Regions from separate parts of the Mus musculus genome. Here all the other regions are linked to region 6. The links are chromatin contacts, called in public Hi-C and promoter capture Hi-C maps. All regions are on one chromosome and are shown on one strand. The core of a region is the stretch at or near the end of the contact, and the rest is flanking DNA. Distances in the headings are between cores, read along the strand shown. Region 1 holds the start of Tmem231 (transmembrane protein 231). Region 2 holds the start of Zfp1 (zinc finger protein 1). Region 3 holds the start of Kars (lysyl-tRNA synthetase). Region 4 holds the start of Cfdp1 (craniofacial development protein 1). Region 5 holds the start of Dhodh (dihydroorotate dehydrogenase). Region 6 holds the start of Vac14 (Vac14 homolog (S. cerevisiae)).

Region 1 (3,354 bases), core at 109-2,608, 1.3 Mb before region 6:
ACCGGCCTCTCCAGCTTACTTACATGTTACACTACATTTACTTATTCATTATTTGTGCATAGATGCAGATGAGCACCATGACAGGCATGTAGAGGTCAGAGGACAGCCTTTCCAGAATTAAGATAGATGGTGGGAGCTGGAGAGATGACCCAATTGTTAAGAGCACCGATTGTTCTTGCAGAGGACCTGGAGAAAGGAGAATTGAGGGCCAGCACAGGCTACATAGTAAGACCCTACTTCCAAACAGGTAAAAATCTGTCTTCCATGTTAAGATATTGGTGTTAGTATTTACCTAAGTGATCAGCTAATGCTAACTTTGGGGAAGACAGTATCAGTGTTTATAGCTAACAAAGTACAACAGAAGGAGCCATTTAGTAAAATACCCTTTAACCTTTTTTTTTTTTTTTTTTTTTCCGAGACAGGGTTTCTCTGTGTAGCCCCGGCTGTTCTGAAACTCACTTTGTAGACCAGGCTGGCCTCAAACTCAGAAATCCGCCTGCCTCTGCCTCCTGAGTGCTGGGATTAAAGGCGTGCACCACTACGCCCGGCCTTTTATTTTTTGTTTTTGTTCTAACCTTTAAATAATCAGGGGGTTTGTTTCCTGTTTTCTATCTTTCCTGCTATGGGGCATAGTGAAAGCATTAACCTTGAAGACAAAAGTACCTGGTTCTAGGACGGTGGCCTTGTTATAGGAATGTCCCGACTTCAGTATGAACCTCAATGGAGTTTTTGCATTGAAACAAAGTCTCCAGTATCTCTGGCTGGTCTCAAACTCACAATGTAGCTAAAGATGACCTTGGACTTCTGATCCTTCTGTCTTCACCTGAAGAGTTGTTAGTGTTACAGATGTGGGCCAAGGTGCCTGGTTTAATGAAGTGCTGGAGATGAACTCAGGGCTTCCTGTATAGTAGGCTAGCCCTCTACCAACTAAGCTACATCAACCATCCTTATGTCATGAGTTAATAGATGATCTATGGGGTGATGTCAACATCTATGCACGTCTGATTTTGTACAATTGACACAGACTTTGGTGAGTGAAAATATCATTACAGTTGCTTTCTTTTTTTTTTTTTTAAGATTTATTTATTATATGTAAGTACACCACTGTAGCTGTCTTCAGACATTCCGGAAGAGGGCGTCAGATCTCATTATGGATGGTTGTGAGCCACCATGTGGTTGCTGGGATTTGACTCAGGACCTTTGGAAGAGCAGTCAGCGCTCTTACCGGCTGAGCCATCTCACCAGCCCATACAGTTGCCTTCTTGAAGAGACGCGCAGGCACAGCACTAACACAGGACCCTCCTCCTGCTAGCTCCACCCCCTTCTAGAGGCCTGCATGCCTGCTATTGGTTCCTCTGCCCGCCGTCGGTTGCCGTGGAGACTCGGCGCTGCGGCCCTGCGCTCATGGCGCTGTACCATCTCTTCTCTCACCCAATCGAGCGCGCTTACCGCGCGGGGCTCTGCTCCAAGGCCGCGCTCTTCCTGCTGTTGACCACCGCGCTCACCTACATCCCCCCGCTGCTGGTGGCCTTCCGGAGCCACGGTGAGCCTGCCCGGGCCTGGAGGGCCACACGGCGCGGCCGGCGGGCCCAGGCCGGCAATCCTAACCTGGCTCCCCCCAACCCGCCTTGTCTCCCGCAGGGTTTTGGCTGAAGCGGAGCAGCTACGAGGAGCAGCCGAACGTGCGCTTCCAGCACCAAGTGCTGCTCGTGGCTCTCCTGGGGCCGGAGCCTGAAGCCTTCCTCGCCTGGAGCACGTTCCCCACCTTCAACCGGCTGCAGGGGGCTCACCTGCGCGTCCCGCTCGTGTCGGTGCGTGGTTCCCGCCCGGATCCTGGGGGTGATAGGATGGAGTGAGATCCCAGTTTGGGTCATTTGACCGGGTGTGAGAGCAGAGTCTCGTGTATCCCAGGCTTGCCTTAAACTATATAGCCAAAGTCGTCTTTCAACAACTGATACTCGGCCTTCACCTTCCCAGTGCCGGGGATTCGCTATGCAACGCCCTGCTGGGGTATATGGGGTGCTGGGAATCAAACCCAAGGCTTTGTGCTTGCATGCAAGGACTTAACCACTGAGCCACTCTCAGTCCCACAGCTTGGATCTTAAGGAGCCACGAGGGTTGGAAACAAAAGTCCCTTTGGCCTGCGCATGCTTAACTTTCTAGATAGTTTTATTCAGTTTCTCCAGGTTTCCCTAGAAAGGCAGCCGTGCAGGCACTGTGTTTGCCGGACAACAAGAGTCCAGAGCCTGTTTCTGGTGCTGGTCATTTTCTGAATGGAAAGGTGGCTGAAGAAAAAACCCCTTTGAGGGCTTGTAGGCGGAGTTCTGTACACCCCAGTACGCTGCTGAGTTTGAACATCACCAAGCTGTAAAGACAGAAAGTACCAGTGTTTTTATGCAGACTTGATGCGGGGTAGGGCGGGGCAAGCGGTGATTGGTTGAATTCTCAGGTCCTGCTCTAGCCAAGCCACGCCTGTCTGGGTTAGGCTTCTCAACTCTTTGCCACACTGCAGCTGTCTCCTGTGTAAGGGAAACATTTTACTGGCTGCAGTTTAGTGTTTACTTTCGCATAAATCAAGTGCTTCCTTACGGTCATCCCTTGCCGTTCATATAATGACATGGGCAGAGTGATGACTTTAACTAGGTGTTTGTTAGTAAATATTTTGTTTCTAACCTCCACCTGAGGCAGGATTGCCCCCCCCCTTCCCTGACCTATACAGCAAGCTCAGGGCTATTCAGTCTCAAAAGCGTAGCGCTGGCATGTAAAGTCAAAAGACAACTTGGAGGGGTCAGTTCCCTCCTGTCACTGTCCCGGGAATCCAGCTTGGATTCCCAGGGTTGGCTGCAGGAGTCTTTACCTGCTGAGCTATCTCATTACCCATCCTTGATTTTTTTTTTTTTTAATTTGCTCCAATCGTTTTACTATTAAAATTAGTAAGTGAATAAACAAAGCTTTAACTAAATCCTACAGCTTTTTTATTCTTTTTGAGATGGGTTATTGCTATGTTGCCTGCCCAAGCTGTAAGCCCAGTTCAGCCAGCTACGAAGCTGGGACTACAGACGTGAGGCCCAGACTTAAGTCATGCACGTCTGAATGCCAGTGGAAGCGTTTTGTTGAAATTTCATGCACTTAGAGAAAACAAAGCAAGCAAGTAAAGTAATTGTTAACTGCAAGGAAATAAGCCACGAGAAGACGCTAGGAAGGATGCGCAGTCAAGGTTGCGAACCGGACTTGCGTAGTAGTCTTAGTTACGACATGAAAGGCTGACTAAGCAAAATGCGCACCTAGGGAAACTGAAGGGATGAGAGAGGGGGAGGTGCGATGGGGCCTGGTGGGAGTGGGAGGGGAGCGCAG
Region 2 (3,369 bases), core at 196-2,695, 1.0 Mb before region 6:
GACCTTCAGAAGAGCAGTCAGTGCTTTTACCCCACTGAGCCATCTCTCCAGCCCAGTAAGAGATTTTTTTTTTTTTTTTTTTTTTTTTTTTTTTTTTTTTTTTTTTTTTTGGAGACAGTGTTTCTCTGTGTAGCCCTGGCTGTCCTGGAACTCACTTTGTAGAAATCCGCCTGCCTCTGCCTCCCAAGTGCTGGGATTAAAGGCGTGCGCCACCATGCCCGGCAAGAAATCATTTTAACCTCAGTAGTCTGTCACTTTTCTGTTCTTATAGCCACTTTAATGACTGTCTGCTGTGCCAGGAAACCGCAAAAGCTATGCCCAGCTGCCGTGAAGAACAGACTGTGTTCAAACAATAAGAAACCACAAGAACTGTGCCCTGCTGCCCGTGAAGAGAACACTGTGTTTAAGAGATAAGGAAATGTACTTTTGCTTAGCTTTCATTTCAAAGAAACGGGGGTTGGAGGTTCGGGATTACTGGAATTTATGTAACCATGGATTTTTTTTTTTAGAAAATGATTAACAGCGGTAAAAAGATTTAATGAATAAATCTTTAGTAAATAAAAGACTGGGTTCAGTTTCTGACAAGAGAACACATGAACTGACAGCTTGTATCCACTACTGACTCATATATTATTCAGTCAGCACCACTCCCACTCACCCCTTTCTCAGGACCATCCTCACCTCAAGCTGAGGCTGGACCTCGGCAACATACTTATATGAAAACTTTTACCCAAGCTAAACAGAAAAGTCAATATTAGAAAAAAAGAAAAGCCAATGTTAGGAAAAAAAAAAAGAAAAAGAAAAATCTGTTATACTGACGCTCAAACCGGAAGTAACGGGATAGACGTGATAATTCCGTGACAATATAACTGGAAACACCAGACACCAGGAACAAGGAGGTTCCAGGAGCCCGCAAAGCCACCGTGGGGGCGTGGCTAGCACCGTGAGCCCCGCCCCCACACCCTCGTGGAGGGTCAAGCGCGCGCCCGCCCGCCAGGCTTCCAGACTCGCCCCCGCGCGGCCTGAGCCCCGCGACGGCCAGCAGTGGCGCGTCTCCCCCCAAAGGGAGGCTGAGCCCGGGAGCTGCCCGTCCTCCTCCGACCCCACACACGCCGACCGCGAACAGCCCATAGGGACCGACTCTCAGAAGAGCTCGAGGCCCGACCCTACGCCCAGGGGTCGCCGCGGCCCGCAAGGCGTCGAAGTTGAGACTCCCACTCCGGCGCAGACGCGACCTTCCTCCCGGGCCCGCGCATCCCGGCCTTGCAGACATACCTGGAGGGGTCTAGCCTCCACTCGCGGTTCCGGGTCACGAGGCTCGCGGAGAAGGGGGCTCTTGTCACCCACTCGCGACTGCAGGTGGGGGAAGGGCGAGCGCTAGCGCTTTTGCGCAAGCGTGCACCTTGTGGAGCGAGCGGCCGTTCCCAGAGTCCTCGGAGCTGTGACGCTGAGGTGTAGGACTACAATTCCCATAATGCCTCTGAGCCGCGCTGCTAGGAACTCTGGGAAACGTACGCATTATTAGTTGGGTAGGGACCGTTTTTTCCAAGTTAACAGTCTGGTTTGTGTTACGGTCCCTTTCATCTTCCTGTGCTGTTAAAAACCCGGATTTGGAGTAACTGATTAAAACTTTCAACAACAAAATATGTGCGTTAAAGCAAATCTCAACCGCACTGGAAGCACACACCTTTCTGGGTGTGGTAGTGCACGCCTTTAATTCAAGCTAGTGAGAAGTAGAAGCAAGCAGAGATCCCTGGGAGTTGGAAGACTTAGAAAGTCTCAGTCCAGTCAAGGCTACAAAGTGAGATCCCCGTGTTACACCCACCCAGACACACACATTACCACTACCACCATTTTCCTTAACCTCTCGGCTCTACAGTTACTTTTGGAAGCACTGGCACAAATAACCCCATGTTTGTTGGTTTGAGACAGGGTCTTGTCAAGCCTAGGCTGGCTTCAAACTAATGATCTTCCTGTTTCAGCTCCCTGCTTACTGGGTTCTGGAGAGGGGAGGAAGCTAAGTAAACTCACTTCAGATACAAAAGCTTCAAAATGAAAGCTTCATTTTCTGTATGGGGCAGCCAGTTCTGGATCTGAACCTCGTCCCCCAAGGGAGACTGCACTGCAGGATGGGAACACAAAGGGGGGCGGGGAGGGGCTGTTGCAGTGACTAATCATATTTTGACACAAGGAGTTAAGGAAGTTTAACATTGGTGGTTGTGCCTTATCCTGGTTTCAATGTCCTGAGTCAGCTTTTGCAGTCAAGTCCCCTCCTGGACTCTGACCTGGCATTTAGAATGATAAGGGAACTGCACGTAGTCCGTTAAATCACGACAGGAAATAAATACACTTACTATTTGCATGCCTTAGTTAGATAATGGGATAATGGCAAAACCCCCTTTTTATATCCATTACTGGTTAACACACAGACATGAAACACCTGAAGAAGCAGGATAGGAGTTGATTCTGGGATCTGGGAACATGAACTCAGTTTTGGCCCTGCCAGCAAGATGGAACTTGTTTCTGAGATGGTTAGACTCATGAAATGTCTCCTAACAGGCGAACGGTACCATGCTCAGTATGATTTTATTTCTGTTTTGACCGTGATTATGAACACTGCATAGCTGCATGCATATGGTGCACATCCATACATATAATAGTCAAAACACTCATGCACATAAAATCGTAAAAATTTGTTGTTGATGATAATTTTAACTTTGCATAAAATATACACAAAACTATTTCTGAGGCATGGGGGGGTCAGGAAGGAAAGGAACGGGGATAGAATTGATCCCAGTGCTCAGAAGTAGAGCAGCAGGAGTAGGTGAAGGCTGATCTGGGCTATGGGAGACTGCCCCTCACATAGAGGGGGAGTAATCTCTAATCTCTCTAATCTCAGCACTTGGGAGACTGAGGCAGGGTCACTGCTATGAGTGTGATACCAACCTGGGCTGCTACACAGTGAGTTCTAGGCTAGCCTGGGATAGAGAGTTGAAGACCAATCTCAAAACTAGAGCTGGAGCCTGCTGTGGTGTGCTCAATTTTAATCCCAGCACTCAGGAGGCAGACACCATTGAATCTCTGTGAATTTGATGCCGTCTTAGATTGCATAGTGAGTTCCAGTACAGCCAGGGCCATGTAGATTCTTCTTAAAAAAAAAAAAAAAAAAAAAGCACCACCACCAGCAAAAGCAGGGCTGGAAGGTGGTTCAGAGGATGACGGTGCTTGCCAACAAGCCTGACGCCTTGAGTAGCAGCCCTGATCCTCCACATGGTGGAAGAAGAGAACCATTTCCCACAAGTGATCCTCTAACTTCCACATGCACACTGGCACATTTGTGAGTGCACACATGCCATATTGTCATCTGTA
Region 3 (3,168 bases), core at 643-3,142, 1.4 Mb before region 6:
TGCTCTTTAAGCATGCTGAACTAGAGAAATAGATTTTACCTCCCCACACACACACACACACACACACACAGCCCAAATGGAGAAAGCATGCCTTAAAGTCAAAAATGTCTGCCATTTAAGCTGTCAATACTGGTTACAGAAAAGGCAGATATCTTAGCCAGGCATGGTGGCTCAGCTGTGTGATTCCAGCACTCTAGAGACTGAGGTAAGAGGATTGCCTAGACTTGGGAGGCCAGCCTGGCTGTCTCAAAAAACAAACTTACAACACGACCTAAGTAAAAAAAGCGACACCTTTGTACTATACACTAATCACAGCCAGATCTTAACCTCAAGTGCTTAGAAATTCACCTCACCTAAGAAGACCACAAAGCAACTTTCCTCTTTATATAGAAGTACATTCAGTTAAGCCAAAATACGGAAAGTAAACTGACCTGCCATGCCATTCACATAGTTTATATTGAGTAAGACCAGAATATAGGCAATATCTTAAAATGAACGGCCAGGGGCCTTTTCTCAAATAAAAAAGATGGAGGATGAGAAGAAGAGGAGGAGGAGGAGGAGGAGGCGCAAGAAGAGGTGGAGGAAAAGGAGAAAAGGAGAGGAGGAAGGAAGGAAGGAAAAAGGGGGAAGGGAAAATATCTTTGAAATTTCTGAAAACAGAAACAGGTTACCCTGTTACCTCCTGGGTATGGTGGGTAGGAAGGGTAGAAGATTTCCATATATACTGTACTGTGTTCCTTTTGAACACAGAGCCGTTTTTGTAAACTAGTTACTGTTCCGTAGTCTCAGTCACTCCGAAGGCAGGAGAATATTTCAGGCATAGAGTTTGGGGACAGCCTGGGCGACACAGCGAAGAGACTCAAGTTCCCCGCCCTCCCAAACCCAAATCCATCAACGAACAAACATCCAGTCAACGGGAAGGAAAAGTTAAATGAAAAGACAAATTAAAACCAGAAAACAAGGGATAAGAGGAAACGGTGCACTTTCGCTTCGGACCTCAACAGAGAAGAGGGGCTGAGCTATGCCACCCACGGCGCCCAAAAAGACGCTCGCTGACAGGCAGGCAGCCCCGCCCCCCGGAGCCCCGAAGGTGCCGGCCTCACCTCCGCTATCCGCGGCCTCGGGGTCCTGCTCCGCCTTCCGTTTGAGCTTCTGGGAGGACGGGCTGACCGGGGCGTTCCCGAGCAGGTACTTGTGCTCCTGACCCCGTAGGTGCTTGAGGTAGCGGTCCTTGAGCGACTGCCAGGAGTGCTGCGTGAGCGAGCTCTTCTCCATCGCTTTCCACAAGGCATTGCCTGTGACCGAGCTGGGCGAACGGGCGTTCTCCTTCACGTAGGTCAGGATGGCCACATCTTCCGCGTCGGTGTAGGCGATGCGCCCGGTCAGGGGCTGCGGCTCCGGTTCCGTGGAGCCCTCGGTGGAAGCCCCGGGCTTCGGATCGGACGCCTGCTCCGTCAGGCCCAGCCGATAGGCCTCCAGGTCCAGCTTCTCGTTGCGATCCACGCAGTCTAGGATGTACTGCGTGGAGATGAAGTCGCCCGAAGCCTCGGCCAGCGCCTCCCCGGGCTGGGCGAGAAGCACGGCTCCGGGTTCCTGCACCCGACACACGGTGCCGCCGCCGTGCAGGATGAGCGTCGACAGCCGGCGCTTGGCCGAGCTGGGCCGCACGTAAAACGACATGGCGCTGCCGTCTTCTCTCACGAACAGAGTGGAGGAGTGAGTGGGCCCATTGGGGTCTTTACCCAGATCCATCGCCTCCGCCATACCTGTCGCCCCGCTGTACAAGTAAAGCGCAGAAACGACACCACTAAGACGGACTCTCCGCCGGAGGAGCCCAGCACTGCGCCTGCGCAGCGAGAGTCCGGCCGAGGGCCCGCCCTCTTTCCCGGAAGAGGCAGGACTTAGAGCCACGACCTGGAAGTTCTAGTTCTACGCTAGTCATAATTTTTTTTTTTCTGGGTCGGGCCAGTGGGGAAGATGGCCACGCTGCAGGAGAGTGAAGTCAAAGTGGATGGCGAGCAGAAACTAAGCAAGAAGTAAGTGTCGTTGAAGATCTCTAAGTGTCTCTTGTTGCAGTGTTCCGATGGGAAGTGCCTGGAGTTTTCCCGCCAAGGCGACTGTGCCTGGGGTCCCTCTTGTCTTTTCCGGTGGGTGAGCACATGCTGGGACAGAGATGCAGTGCCGTAGAACCTACAGCCTCCAGGATGCCCCAGGAGGATCAACTGCGTGGCTGATGGGTTCCCTGGTCCTAGCCGTAGGGACGAGCATACCTAGGGAAAGCCAGCACAGAAACCGGGAATGGTAGCAAAGAAAAGTGAAACTAACTTTTCCCTACCTTCTAAGAAATGCTCTTTTAATTGAACCACTCCCCCAACGGATAGACTGGAAAATGGTTAAATATCTTTGTTCTTAAAAGAAGAACCTTTACATTATCCTTGGCCTATCCAAGGTTATTCTGCACCTTGGGTGTTAAAAGGGGGTACGTTCTGAAACAATAGTGTACCTACCCATATGTGTCACTCAAAGGATCTGTGACACGGGAGCAAGTGGCCTTATTTAGCGGGATACACCAGGCTCCCTTTGCACTGCTGGGGGTATCTTTGTAAAACACTCCAAATCCCAGAATTGAGTAGGCAGATAAGATTACCCTCCCTTTAACTGGTTGCTTTTAGGACTACACTCTAGTCCACTTGACCCACAGAACACTAGCAATGACTTGAATGTCTTCTTAGTGCCTGGAACTACATAGTACCCTCCAAAGCTGTAGGAAATAACTAGTTTAAGCTGTCACATACCATGGCTGCTTTCGTTAGTACCCTAGCAATAAATAAATCCCCTTATTGATCCCCGAGGGAAATACCAGAAACCTTCTAGATAATAACTGGGTTTCCTTTTTATGGCTGTGTTTCTGCTTTGTGTGGTTTAGAAGGATTTTAAAGAAAATGTTTAAATTTATGGGTTGCAGGCTCCCTGGTTGGTTGTCCTTTGTGTGAGCAGTTTAGTGGATTCCTTAGCGGAGGATGGGTGAGTTTATTAAATCAGTAGTTGGAATTTTGAGTCACAAGCGAAAGAAAGTACCTCAGTTTTCAGGTAATTTAAGGAAGCCTTACTGCTGCTTTCAAGTCACTTTTCTTTCTTTCTTTTCTTTTTTTTTTTGGTTTTTCGAGA
Region 4 (3,153 bases), core at 557-3,056, 1.2 Mb before region 6:
TTTCCCCTCCCTCCCAGTCCTGCCTGAAAATTTGCATCATTCTTTTCTGCTTTGTTTCCTGCCTCATTCCTTTATCTTTTCTTTTTTTTCTTTTTTAATTATTTTTTAAAAATTGAGTATCACAGCGAGGCACAAACCCAAGTCTTTAATCCCAACACTCAGGAGGCAGAGACAGGCGGATCTTTCAGTTCACCGCCAGCCTGGTTTACATAGTGAGTTCCAGGACAGCCAGAGCTGCACAGAGAGACCCTGTCTCAAAAAATCCTACCCCTGCCCCTCTAAAAAAGAGTATTACTATGTAGTGTTGACTGACCTGGAACACTTTATGAAGATCAAGCTGGCCTTGAACTCACAGAGATCTCCCTGTCTCTGTCTCCTGATTGTTGGAATTAAAATCGTGTGCCATCACCACACAGGGCTTTCTGCCTCATTCTGTTAAGCATCTCAGCATAAGGGCCAGAGGAGGTGACATGCTTAAATTTGAGGGCACAATTAAGCATTGGGTCACATTCTTCTACGTCACCTTCCCCAGCCCCCTTTAGATGTATTCCACACTGATATTTTGACGGCTGTGAACTCTTAGGCTGATTCCCATTGCCATCCCATTGGTCAACTCCCACCAGGTTTTACCCACTCATCCAGAGCATTGGTTGGTCCTCCCGATGTCTCTGCTAAAATTTCCTATTGGTTGTTCCTACGGATTTCTCTGCTAAGATTTCCTCATCTTCCTCCTTCATGTGCTCCGAGAGTTCGATTATTCTCAGTACAGTATGCATTATATTCTCATCACAGTTTTAAAAAAATGTGTGTATATATATATATATATAAAGGCGTGCGCCACCACGCCCGGCAGAAGGTGATTTCTGAGGGACTAGGGGCATGGCTCAGTGGGTGAAGGTGCTTGCTGCACTGTACTACATACATGCCTGGTGCCTATTGAGGTCAGAACCAGGGCGGTAGTGAACCGCCATGTTGGGGATGCTAGGAACCAAACCTAGTTTTGCTGCAGAAGCAACAAGTACTGTTAACCTTTGGGCCGTCTCGCCAATCCTCACATACTCACAAATTTAACTGCTTTTCCATCCATCTTTCCCGTTGTTTCAAAAGTGTCAATCTAGCACTTTGTGTAGTGGCTTCCCTCACAGATAAGCGGATTTCCTTTTGTCTTTTAGTGATTATCGGATTGTTGATTCATTAATGCTGAACTTACTGCCAACAGTACTTGTAACTCAGGCCTGAATGTAGCTTACTTAACAGGCCGAGTTTCTCAGGAAAGAGCGTCGCAGTCTTCTTGCGCTTAGAATATTAGACAGAGTTTCGGTAGTGTTCTTGGGAGCAATTTTAGGCAGAAAAAAAAAAAAAACAAACAAAAACAAAAATGCAGGGAAAAGGCACAAAAACTGCATTAAAGAATTCGATTCTAGCGAGAGAATTGAATCAAAAAGGCAGAGCCTCAGCCTTGCTCAAAAGTTGATGGGAACTTTAGCATCTATCTATTCAGCTTTCAGTTTTTACTCGCTGAGCATATCCGGGAGCGACATTTTAATCTCTGATTTTAGAGTTAGAAAAAATATTAGCTTGTGAGCAAATTTCAAAATAAAAAGACAAGTATAAAGAGAAAGTACTATTTCCGCAGATAAGCCATTCTCCATTAAGGACGCACGGTACCGTTGAAAACTACAAGCCCCAGCATGCATCGCTTCTGAGAGGTGGGGGTCCGGAATCCCACAAGGGCCCGGTGAGTGTAGACTGACCAATCGCAGCAGCCGGAAGTGTCGTCTCTGACCACGTGGCACTGCCTGCGCATGTGCGCTCGCCTCTAGGGCGGCCCTAGCTGCTGGTCCTGTACCCCTATGGTCTCGCCCTATATCTAGCTTCGCTATTTTGGGGCAGTGGCCGCAGTCGTGTGGGTAGCAGGCCCCAAGTGACAGCAGCATGGAGGAATTCGACTCCGAAGACTTCTCCACATCGGACGAGGATGAGGACTACTTGCCGTCCGGTGAGCGATTCGGCCTGAGGCGAAAGGAGGGTGGTTTCCACGCTTCACACCTCACTCGAGACTCTCCCGGACGGTCCCCAGGGCGTGGGCCTCGTGATCGCGAGGTCCCCACGGCCCGTGGGCTCCGGAGTTCGGGTTATCAGGACCCCGGCCCTCAGGCGGCCTGGAACACGCATGTGTCGGTTCTGCATAGCTGCTGTCCTGGGCCGCCGCCCCCTCGGAGCGCGGGAACAGGCGCGTGAAGCCCGCAGGCTGAGCGTACTACCTACCTACCGGCTGGTTCTGGAAGCCGACCCGGACATTGGAGATTGTTTTTAGGGAATTGCCAGCTTCCTTCACGTCCGAAACTCAATTGTCCGCCTCTGGGTTCGGAAGGGATCGGCTTGTTAGAAAGTTGATGTGATAATGTGTTTTCCCTCTTTGCAGGAGCTACCCATCGTCCTCTTTTAAGAACTTTTTCAAAAGTTTTATTTTTAGAGATTTTATGGCACGTATATCAGTGTTTTTTCCTGAATGTCTGTCTGTCTCTGTACATCATGTGTGTGCCTAGGGCTTCTGGGACTGGAGTTACAGGTGGTTGTAGAGCTGAGTCGTCTCGCCAGCCCCTTATTATTTTTGTGTATGTATGGCGGTGCATTCAGGTGGCCAAAGAGGACAGAAGGGGGTATCGGGTCCCCAGGTGAAGGAGTTACACTCAGTTGTGAGCCGCCCGACTCTGGAACCAAAGTCAGATCCTTTGGAATGAAGCGCACACTCTTTTTTTTTTTTTTTTTTTTTTTTTTTTTTTTTTGAGACAGGGTTTCTCTATAGCCCTGGCTGTCCTGGAACTCACTTTGTAGACCAGGCTGGCCTCGAATCCACCTGCCTCTGCCTCCCAAGTGCTGGGATTAAAGGCATGCGCCACCACGCCCGGCTGAAGCGCACACTCTTAATGGCCTAGCTATCTTTTTTTTCTTGGGGTGCGGTAGAGGAGCACACTAAGAATCCAGCTTATGCGAGGTCCAGACAAATCTTTTAAACATTTATGTGTGTGAGTGTTTTGCCTACATGCACATCTATTTGTATGTATCTACATGTATATTTAGTGTCTTCAGAGCCTAGAATAGGTATTAATATCCCCTGGAAGTCGAATTATAGACGATTGTGGACCCTTG
Region 5 (3,602 bases), core at 13-2,512, 1.0 Mb after region 6:
GCTGCTGTCTGAACTCTCTCACACACAGAACAACAAATTTAAAACAAACAAACAAACATTCAATCACTAACCCAAACTCCTAGATACGTCACTTCTAGGTATAGTCCCTAAATAATCCAAGCTGGCATATGACCGAGGTACCTGTATATCTATGTTTTTTGGAGCAATATTCACAACAGCCAGTTTATGGAAGCAGTAACAGACAAACAGATCAAGATAATGATATATATGATACATATATGGTATGGAACAACATTCAACCATTAGAAAGAATAAAATGAGGTAATTTACAGGAAAATGTATGGGACTGGAGATCATGTTACATGAAGCAAGCCAATCTCAGACTGCTAAATATGCTTTTTTTCTTGTATGCAGGATACAGACCTTAAAAGGACTTATTTTTAGAATTTATGTGTACACACACACACATCTACCTGTTGGTATGGGAAAACCAGTACAGTGCCCCAGAAGAAATGTGGTCCTGGAGTTACAGGCAGTTGTGAGCTACCTGATGTGGGTGCTGGAAACGGAACTTGGGTCCTCGCCAAGAACATCAAGTGCTAACAGCTGAGCTATCTCTCCAGCCTCCTGTAACCTGACCCAAATTATGACCTAAAGTGGGGAAGTATTATTCCAGAAAAGGAAGGGGACCAGTGGGAAGGGGGACAATAGGATACAAACATAAGGTTAAGGGCCAGAGTACGTGGGTCCAATCATCTGTAACTACCGTTCCAGAGGATTCAATGCCCTCCTCTGGCCTCTGTAAACGCTTGGCACAGAGGCACTTGAGTGCTGAGGCAGGATTGGTTTTTAGAAAAACCTGGCCTACACCATAAGATTATCTTAAAAATAAAACCATATTTACTTATCAACACCTCAGAGTTTACTTTTAAAACCAGTGGGTAAATTTTTGTGTGTTTGCATGAGTGTACTTTTTTTTTCCTTCTCCCTGTAGAGACAGGGTTTCTCCATGTTGTAGCCTAGGCTCTCCTGGAACTCATTCTGTAGACCAGGCTGGCCTCAAACTCACAGAGATATGCTTGCCTTTGCCTGCCAAGCGCTGGGATTAAAGGCCGGCGCCACCACTGCCCTGATAAAACAGAATTCTTAGGATTTCTGTTTCAGAAAGGGGGCTATGAAAGCCATACCGCAGCACCGGCATAAAGACAACCGTGCGGAACCTTCGGGCTGCATCGCCCTTTGTTTCCTTCCCAGGGACAGGGAAGCATTAGGGTAGTGCGCACTACCGGGCGCTGGGGTTGGTCTGCAGATTTCGGAAGCGTCTGCTCCCCACTCGAGACTTCCGGAAGCCTCCTCCTCACGGTTGCACCGAAGGAAGGGTGCGCGACTTCAGAGCAGCGTCCCTTAGGAGGCGCGACAGCGACAAGACAGAAAGTAGGCACGTCCCGCCACGGAGCCTGACTCCGGGCAGAGCGCACGCGTTCGGCTGTCCAATCAACGTCTAGGGGCGGGCCGGCTGGTGGGGCTTGGGAGATAGGTGGAGCCGAGCCCACATTCTCCAATGGGATGCAGGCAGAGGCGGGCTTAATGGCAGAAGGAGCATGGCGTGGAGACAGCTGAGAGTGAGTCCTGCGCGGGGAAGCTCATTCGTGGTGTGGATAACCGGCAGGGAGGGGGATGAGGCTGGGAAACTGAAAGGCTGGGACCCTTGAAGTGTGACCTGCACGTGCACAGCTAAGGGCATGCAAAAAGCAAGCGTATGTGGGCAGAGGCTAGGCTGAACCTGAGAGATACGCGGGCATTTTTTTTTTTTTTAAATTGATCCAAGTATCGGGCCTTTGTGAGGACACGATCGCCTACGCTCCAAGGAGGGATGAAATAAGACATAAGGCCACCCTTTTGGATCAAGTGTGGTCAGAATGGAAGTTCCATGTGAAGAGTTCTTAGTTGTGACCCTGGTCTGGAAAAAGGGCACAGATACTGGTGCTTGACTTGAGGAATTTCTGCAAACTCCCCGAGGAGGGAGAATGAATACTTGGTTTGTGTTGCAGGCAAATCTGATCATATCTGCTACTTCCTTGTTTAGTGGACAAATCCCATTAAAAAAAAAAAAAAAAGTGTAGGCGCGCGCGCACGTGCGTGTGTGCACACGTGAGTGCAGATACCCTCTGAGACCAGAGGGTTTTGGATCCTCTAGAGCTCCAGTTGTGAGCCGCCTGACATGGGAGCTGGAACCGAACTCAGTTCCTCTGGCAGAGCAGCACGTGCACTTAAACCAAATCTGTTAGCCAAATGTTGGCTGACGCCTCTCTTCTTTTCTCCTGTTTCATTTAAAGCAGTGTTTTCCTTTTAGTTCCAAGCAGCCGTCTATCCCTCCCCCATGCCTTGGCCCCTCTCATTGGCCTCATCCACCTAGAGATCTCTTCTCCAGCTGCTATCTCCTCTTTAGCTTGTGTCTAACCTTTGAAAGTCAGCTTTTACTCGCTTCCTCAAGATCCTTCCATGATTTATCCCTTCATGTCACTTGTCATGGCTCTATGTTTATGTGGCCATTAGTTTGTCTCTTGGGTTACACTCTCCTGAAGAACAGGTTTGCTTGCCTTTGGTGAAGGATCGAATGAGTGCATTAGCCACATAGCATCTGGCAGTGATAGTTATCGAAAAGCATAGGGAAGCACTTTTGACTGGGTTGTGGTTCTCTGCCCAACAAGACTTAAGCTATGTTTATATTGTAACCACTTTTATATTATACTCATATGACATTTTATGCTGGTAACCTTTCTAGGTATAATTTTAAAGTGTAAACAAACACCATGTTCTTACCACAGTATGAAGGAGAAATGAAAACATGCGTTTTAGTATGTAGAAGTCAGAGCACCACTCACCCCTATAGATGGTCAAATGTTTAAGCCTCTCCTTAGAAATGATTGCCACAGGTGTGCCCTGGTTTACAAGCAGAGCATCATACTCTCTGGTGAGGCTGTAGGGATGACGACTTATTCTTGGTACTGTTGTGTAAGCTGTGTTCCTCAATTACAAGGTGCCAGTGTTCCTGGAAAGTATTCATGTATATGTAAAATCCTGTGGGAGGTAGTTGGTGTTTGAGATGAACTATATATAGCTTGTCCCTTGGCTCAGATAGGAAGCTTTTGTTAAAACCTACATAAATATCAGTAGCAAAGTTTAAACATCATACAGTATACAGGGAAATTAGTGTGTTGGTTTTAAGCAAGGAAGAATACTGACAGGGCTGATTTTTCTACACCTAGTCTATTAGTATTTTTCCTTCATTAACTAAATTTTTCTCATACGGCCTCTAGGGAGCAGTACTGCCTGCCTTGAAAATCCCCTGGCAGATCCCTTGAATAAATAGATACAGCCTCTACAAAGACTGGTGTGTGTGTGGGCAGGAAATGAAGGGGTCAGTGTAAGCAGAGAAGGGCTTTCACTTCGTGTAGATGTTATGTCCTCTTCGTAGGTGTGAAGGGCCAGGAAGGGTGCTGCGTTCCATCCTGATGGGGGCTCCCATGGGTCCTTTCTTTTCCCCCACTAGAAGCGGGCCCTGGATGCAGCCATCATCCTTGGGGGTGGAGGACTTCTCTTCACCTCTTACCTGACAGCCACGGGGGACGACCATTTCT
Region 6 (3,091 bases), core at 329-2,828:
CTGATGGAGTACTACTGGCATCTAGTGGGTAAAGGGCAGAGGTACTACTAAAAAAAAAAAAAAAAATCACACAAGCTACAGAACTGCCCATCACAACCAAGTATTGTGCTTCCCAAATATCAACAGCACCGAGGTTAAAAAACTTTGAGTAAAGAGTCTATCCTAGTCAATGAGTGAGCACCACTCCATAGCTTAGGGCTGGCCATGTGACCATTGTACAATGACTGAAATGTTCTCTAGTCTGCACTGTGCAGCTGTAGTGGTTGGCTCCTGAACACCCAGATTATGGGTAGTGAAACTGACGTGCTGAATTTACAATTTGTACTGATTCATTACTTTGTTGTTGTTGTTGAGACTGGATCTAGCCCCGTGACCAATGCTAATCTCAAACGAGTACAGTATTTCTGCCCGAGCCTTCCAAGTGCCAAATCTCAAGCCTGTGTCACTACTCTGGTTAACTTAAATTTACATAGACACATATGGTCCGCTGTTACCAAGTTGGATGTCTTAACTCCTAATGTTTTTCTAGTTTTACAGGCTGCTGCTTTCTACTCTTCTGAAACCACCTACTCAACTGACTGTTACTAAGATTTGGCTGGGGGAAAAACACGTGCTCTCTCACATACTCAGCAAAACATTACCGAATTAAACATTCCCTATTTCGAACACCTGGAAACACCAGTGCACTATTACACACACGTATACTATTGCAGAAGCGGGGAAGGGCAAATCTTCCCATTTTCACTTGCAAGGGAGGGTGGCCTGACAATCTTCTGAGCATTGGATCACGTGCTTTGACCTATTTCTACACTTGGCCACTTCAGAAGCTGCAAAGAGAAGGCGGGACACCATAAGCAAATTCTCCACCTCCTCAGAGAGGCCACTCTCCGATCTAGCTGGCTTTTGACTGAGGCCACACTGAATGTGTCAGGTACTGCGCTAGGTTCTGCACATACCTTAAGTCAATTCATTTTCACTGCTATCTGGGAGCACCAGGAGGTTAAGACTAGCAAAGATAGGGCTCTTGGATTTCCCGCTCTAAAGCAATGTGCTAAGAGCTGAAACCGGAGAGGTCAATACCGAACCCTCGCCGCGGGCAAGCAGAACCGCTAGGCGCTGCAAAGCCAGGGCGGGGTCCCAGGAGCTCTTACTTCTCGATCTCCAGCGCTGCAACCTTCCGCTTTTCGTAGAGTTTATCATTCAGGGCCCTTACGATGTTGGGAGTGAGCGGCGCAAAATCCTTCTCTGGGTTCATGGTGGCAGCTCGCGCTGCGCCTGGGAGCCTCCAGACACCTTAGCCCGAGGTTGCCTGGGCCGTGCCAGGGCCGGGGGAGTGTGCGGCTCCGCGCGGACACCGGAGCCTGCTCATGGGCTATGCCGCCCAGGGCCCGCCTGCCTCGTCCCGCCGCCACGCGCCGCCTCGGGTCCCCCTGCTCCGACCCTGCTCTCCCACGCGCGACCCGGTCCGCCCCACGGCTCACGCGACCAGCTCCCGCCAGGAACCGGCAACGCTCACTGGGCCGCGGCCATGTTACTCAGGTCACGTGACGCCGCGAGCACTTCCGCCTTCCGCCGACCGAAGGTTCCGCCCCCCCAGGCCACGCCCTCTCGTGCTTGCTGCAGCGGATTGGCCACACTTGTCAGGGATCCACCCCACTCTTCACCTGCTGCTGGCTTCGGTGCGGGTTTTTGCTGAGAGTGAAGAGCAGGTGGTGGGAGCCGTTTCAGGCTCACTGCCAGAGCTTTGCGCAGAGCGGGGGGCTTCTGGAAACAGTTTATAGAGGGAGCCTAACTCAAATTTAATTTATGCATTAATTCTTTGGTCACTTAACAGTCACTTTCGCGTATGCCAACGTTTCCACCATTTTCACCATATCTTAACCATCTGTCTGATTTTACATTTTATTTCTGCGTGTGTGCATGCACCAACGAGCGCCTTTGGAGGCCATAGGGCAACTTGGGAGGGAGTCGGATCTCCCCACCCACTCACCATGTGGGGGTCCCAGGATTGAGCTCCAGTCCGCCAGGTTTGGCGGCAGATGCCTTTGTCTGCTGAGCCACCCCTCTAATCCAATTATTATTTTAGAGACAGGGTCTCAAACTCTCTCTATAGCTGAGGATAGCCTTGAAATCTCGATTCTCATGCCTTTATCTGCTGAGTGCAGGGATTACAGGCAAGCGTCACTACAGTTGATCTTATGTGGTGCTGGGCGTGGAACCCCGGGTCTGGTCAAGTCTACCAACTGAGTCAAACCCTCAGATTGTATTTAATACACATGTGCTACTCAGATGTGTGTGTACATATGTATGGAGATCCGAGGTCAGGTGTCCTCTTTTTTTTTTTTTTTTTGTTTGTCTGTCTGTCTGTTTGTTTTTTCGAGACAGGGTTTCTCTGTGTAGCCCCGGCTGTCCTGGAAGACCAGGCTGGCCTTGAACTCAGAAATCCTCCTGTCTCTGCCTCCCAAGTGCTGGGATTAAAGGCGTGAGCCCCCATGCCGGGCAAGGTGTCCTCTTTTGCTCTTATTTTTCCACCCTTATTGAGACAAGGTCTTATGTGTCCTAGGCTGGACTCTATGCATAGTGATTAAAAAAAAAAAGTCCTGGCTAATTTTTATGTCAACTTGATACAAGCTAGAATCATCTGAGAGGAGGAAGCCTCAATTGAGAAAATGCCTCCATTAAGATTGGGCTGTAGGCGAGCCTGTAAGGCATTTTCCTAATTAGTGATTGATGTGAGAGGGTCCTGCCCACCATGGGTGGGTCCACACTAGGCAGAGGTTGCTGGATTCTATAAGAAAGTAGGCTGAGCAAGCTTTAAGGAGAAAGCCGGTAAGTAGCATTCCTCCATGGCCTCTGCATCAGCTCCTGCCTCTATGTTCTTACTTTGAATTCCTTCAGCGATATAAGCTATATGGCGAAATGAACCATTTCCTCCCCCAAGTTACTTTTGGTTTTGGTGTTTTTATCACAGTAGTAAAAACCTTAATAAGATAATAACTGAAAGGTTAGGTTCCTCAGGCCTCCACCTTCCTTATTGCTGGGATGACAGGCGTGGGCTACCACACTGGGTTTATGTGGTGCTGAGGACAGA

The links. Promoter capture Hi-C pulls out the DNA fragments that hold promoters and counts their contacts. A called contact is a pair of places that touch in the nucleus more often than the background predicts. Capture Hi-C pulls out chosen DNA fragments and counts their contacts.
Region 1: a contact with region 6 is called in a promoter capture Hi-C map of hematopoietic stem and progenitor cells, with 4 times the contacts expected there. The contact joins the promoter of Tmem231 here to the promoter of Vac14 in region 6. A contact is called at or near these places in 4 of 39 promoter capture datasets (hematopoietic stem and progenitor cells, liver, neutrophils and 1 more), 3 of 484 Hi-C or Micro-C datasets (B cells, CD4 T cells and CD8 T cells) and 1 of 9 other capture datasets (liver).
Region 2: a Hi-C map of CD8 T cells shows a contact between it and region 6, with 11 times the contacts expected there. The contact joins the promoter of Zfp1 here to the promoter of Vac14 in region 6. A contact is called at or near these places in 2 of 39 promoter capture datasets (liver and pre-B cells) and 3 of 484 Hi-C or Micro-C datasets (CD4 T cells, CD8 T cells and erythroblasts).
Region 3: a contact with region 6 is called in a Hi-C map of CD8 T cells, with 5 times the contacts expected there. The contact joins the promoter of Kars here to the promoter of Vac14 in region 6. A contact is called at or near these places in 3 of 39 promoter capture datasets (liver and pre-B cells), 7 of 484 Hi-C or Micro-C datasets (B cells, CD4 T cells, CD8 T cells and 4 more), 2 of 115 datasets of contacts at active chromatin or transcription factors (bone marrow-derived macrophages and pro-B cells) and 2 of 9 other capture datasets (adipose tissue and liver).
Region 4: a Hi-C map of B cells shows a contact between it and region 6, with 6 read pairs. The contact joins the promoter of Cfdp1 here to the promoter of Vac14 in region 6. A contact is called at or near these places in 2 of 39 promoter capture datasets (liver and pre-B cells), 2 of 484 Hi-C or Micro-C datasets (B cells and CD8 T cells) and 1 of 115 datasets of contacts at active chromatin or transcription factors (astrocytes).
Region 5: a contact with region 6 is called in a promoter capture Hi-C map of liver, with 3 times the contacts expected there. The contact joins the promoter of Dhodh here to the promoter of Vac14 in region 6. A contact is called at or near these places in 7 of 39 promoter capture datasets (the 3T3-L1 cell line, the C10 cell line, hematopoietic stem and progenitor cells and 3 more), 4 of 484 Hi-C or Micro-C datasets (B cells, CD4 T cells, muscle stem cells and 1 more) and 2 of 9 other capture datasets (adipose tissue and liver).

The regions. Positions count from the first base shown.
Region 1 is chr8:111,931,817-111,935,170 of GRCm38.p6, reverse strand. It overlaps Tmem231 (transmembrane protein 231), which reads left to right and starts at 1,358. Exons shown (of 7, transcript NM_001033321.2): 1 at 1,358-1,543; 2 at 1,642-1,811. The coding sequence starts at 1,405.
Region 2 is chr8:111,641,519-111,644,887 of GRCm38.p6, reverse strand. Zfp1 (zinc finger protein 1) reads right to left here and starts at 1,445. Exons shown (of 4, transcript NM_001037665.2): 1 at 1,276-1,445.
Region 3 is chr8:112,010,078-112,013,245 of GRCm38.p6, reverse strand. Kars (lysyl-tRNA synthetase) reads left to right here and starts at 1,892. Exons shown (of 14, transcript NM_053092.3): 1 at 1,892-2,036. The coding sequence starts at 1,978. It overlaps Terf2ip (telomeric repeat binding factor 2, interacting protein), which reads right to left and starts at 1,887. Exons shown (of 3, transcript NM_020584.2): 1 at 1,104-1,887. The coding sequence starts at 1,764.
Region 4 is chr8:111,852,990-111,856,142 of GRCm38.p6, reverse strand. It overlaps Cfdp1 (craniofacial development protein 1), which reads left to right and starts at 1,806. Exons shown (of 7, transcript NM_011801.2): 1 at 1,806-1,999. The coding sequence starts at 1,936.
Region 5 is chr8:109,606,333-109,609,934 of GRCm38.p6, reverse strand. Dhodh (dihydroorotate dehydrogenase) reads left to right here and starts at 1,262. Exons shown (of 9, transcript NM_020046.3): 1 at 1,262-1,583; 2 at 3,515-3,602. The coding sequence starts at 1,563.
Region 6 is chr8:110,617,054-110,620,144 of GRCm38.p6, reverse strand. Vac14 (Vac14 homolog (S. cerevisiae)) reads right to left here and starts at 1,578. Exons shown (of 19, transcript NM_146216.3): 1 at 1,152-1,578. The coding sequence starts at 1,255.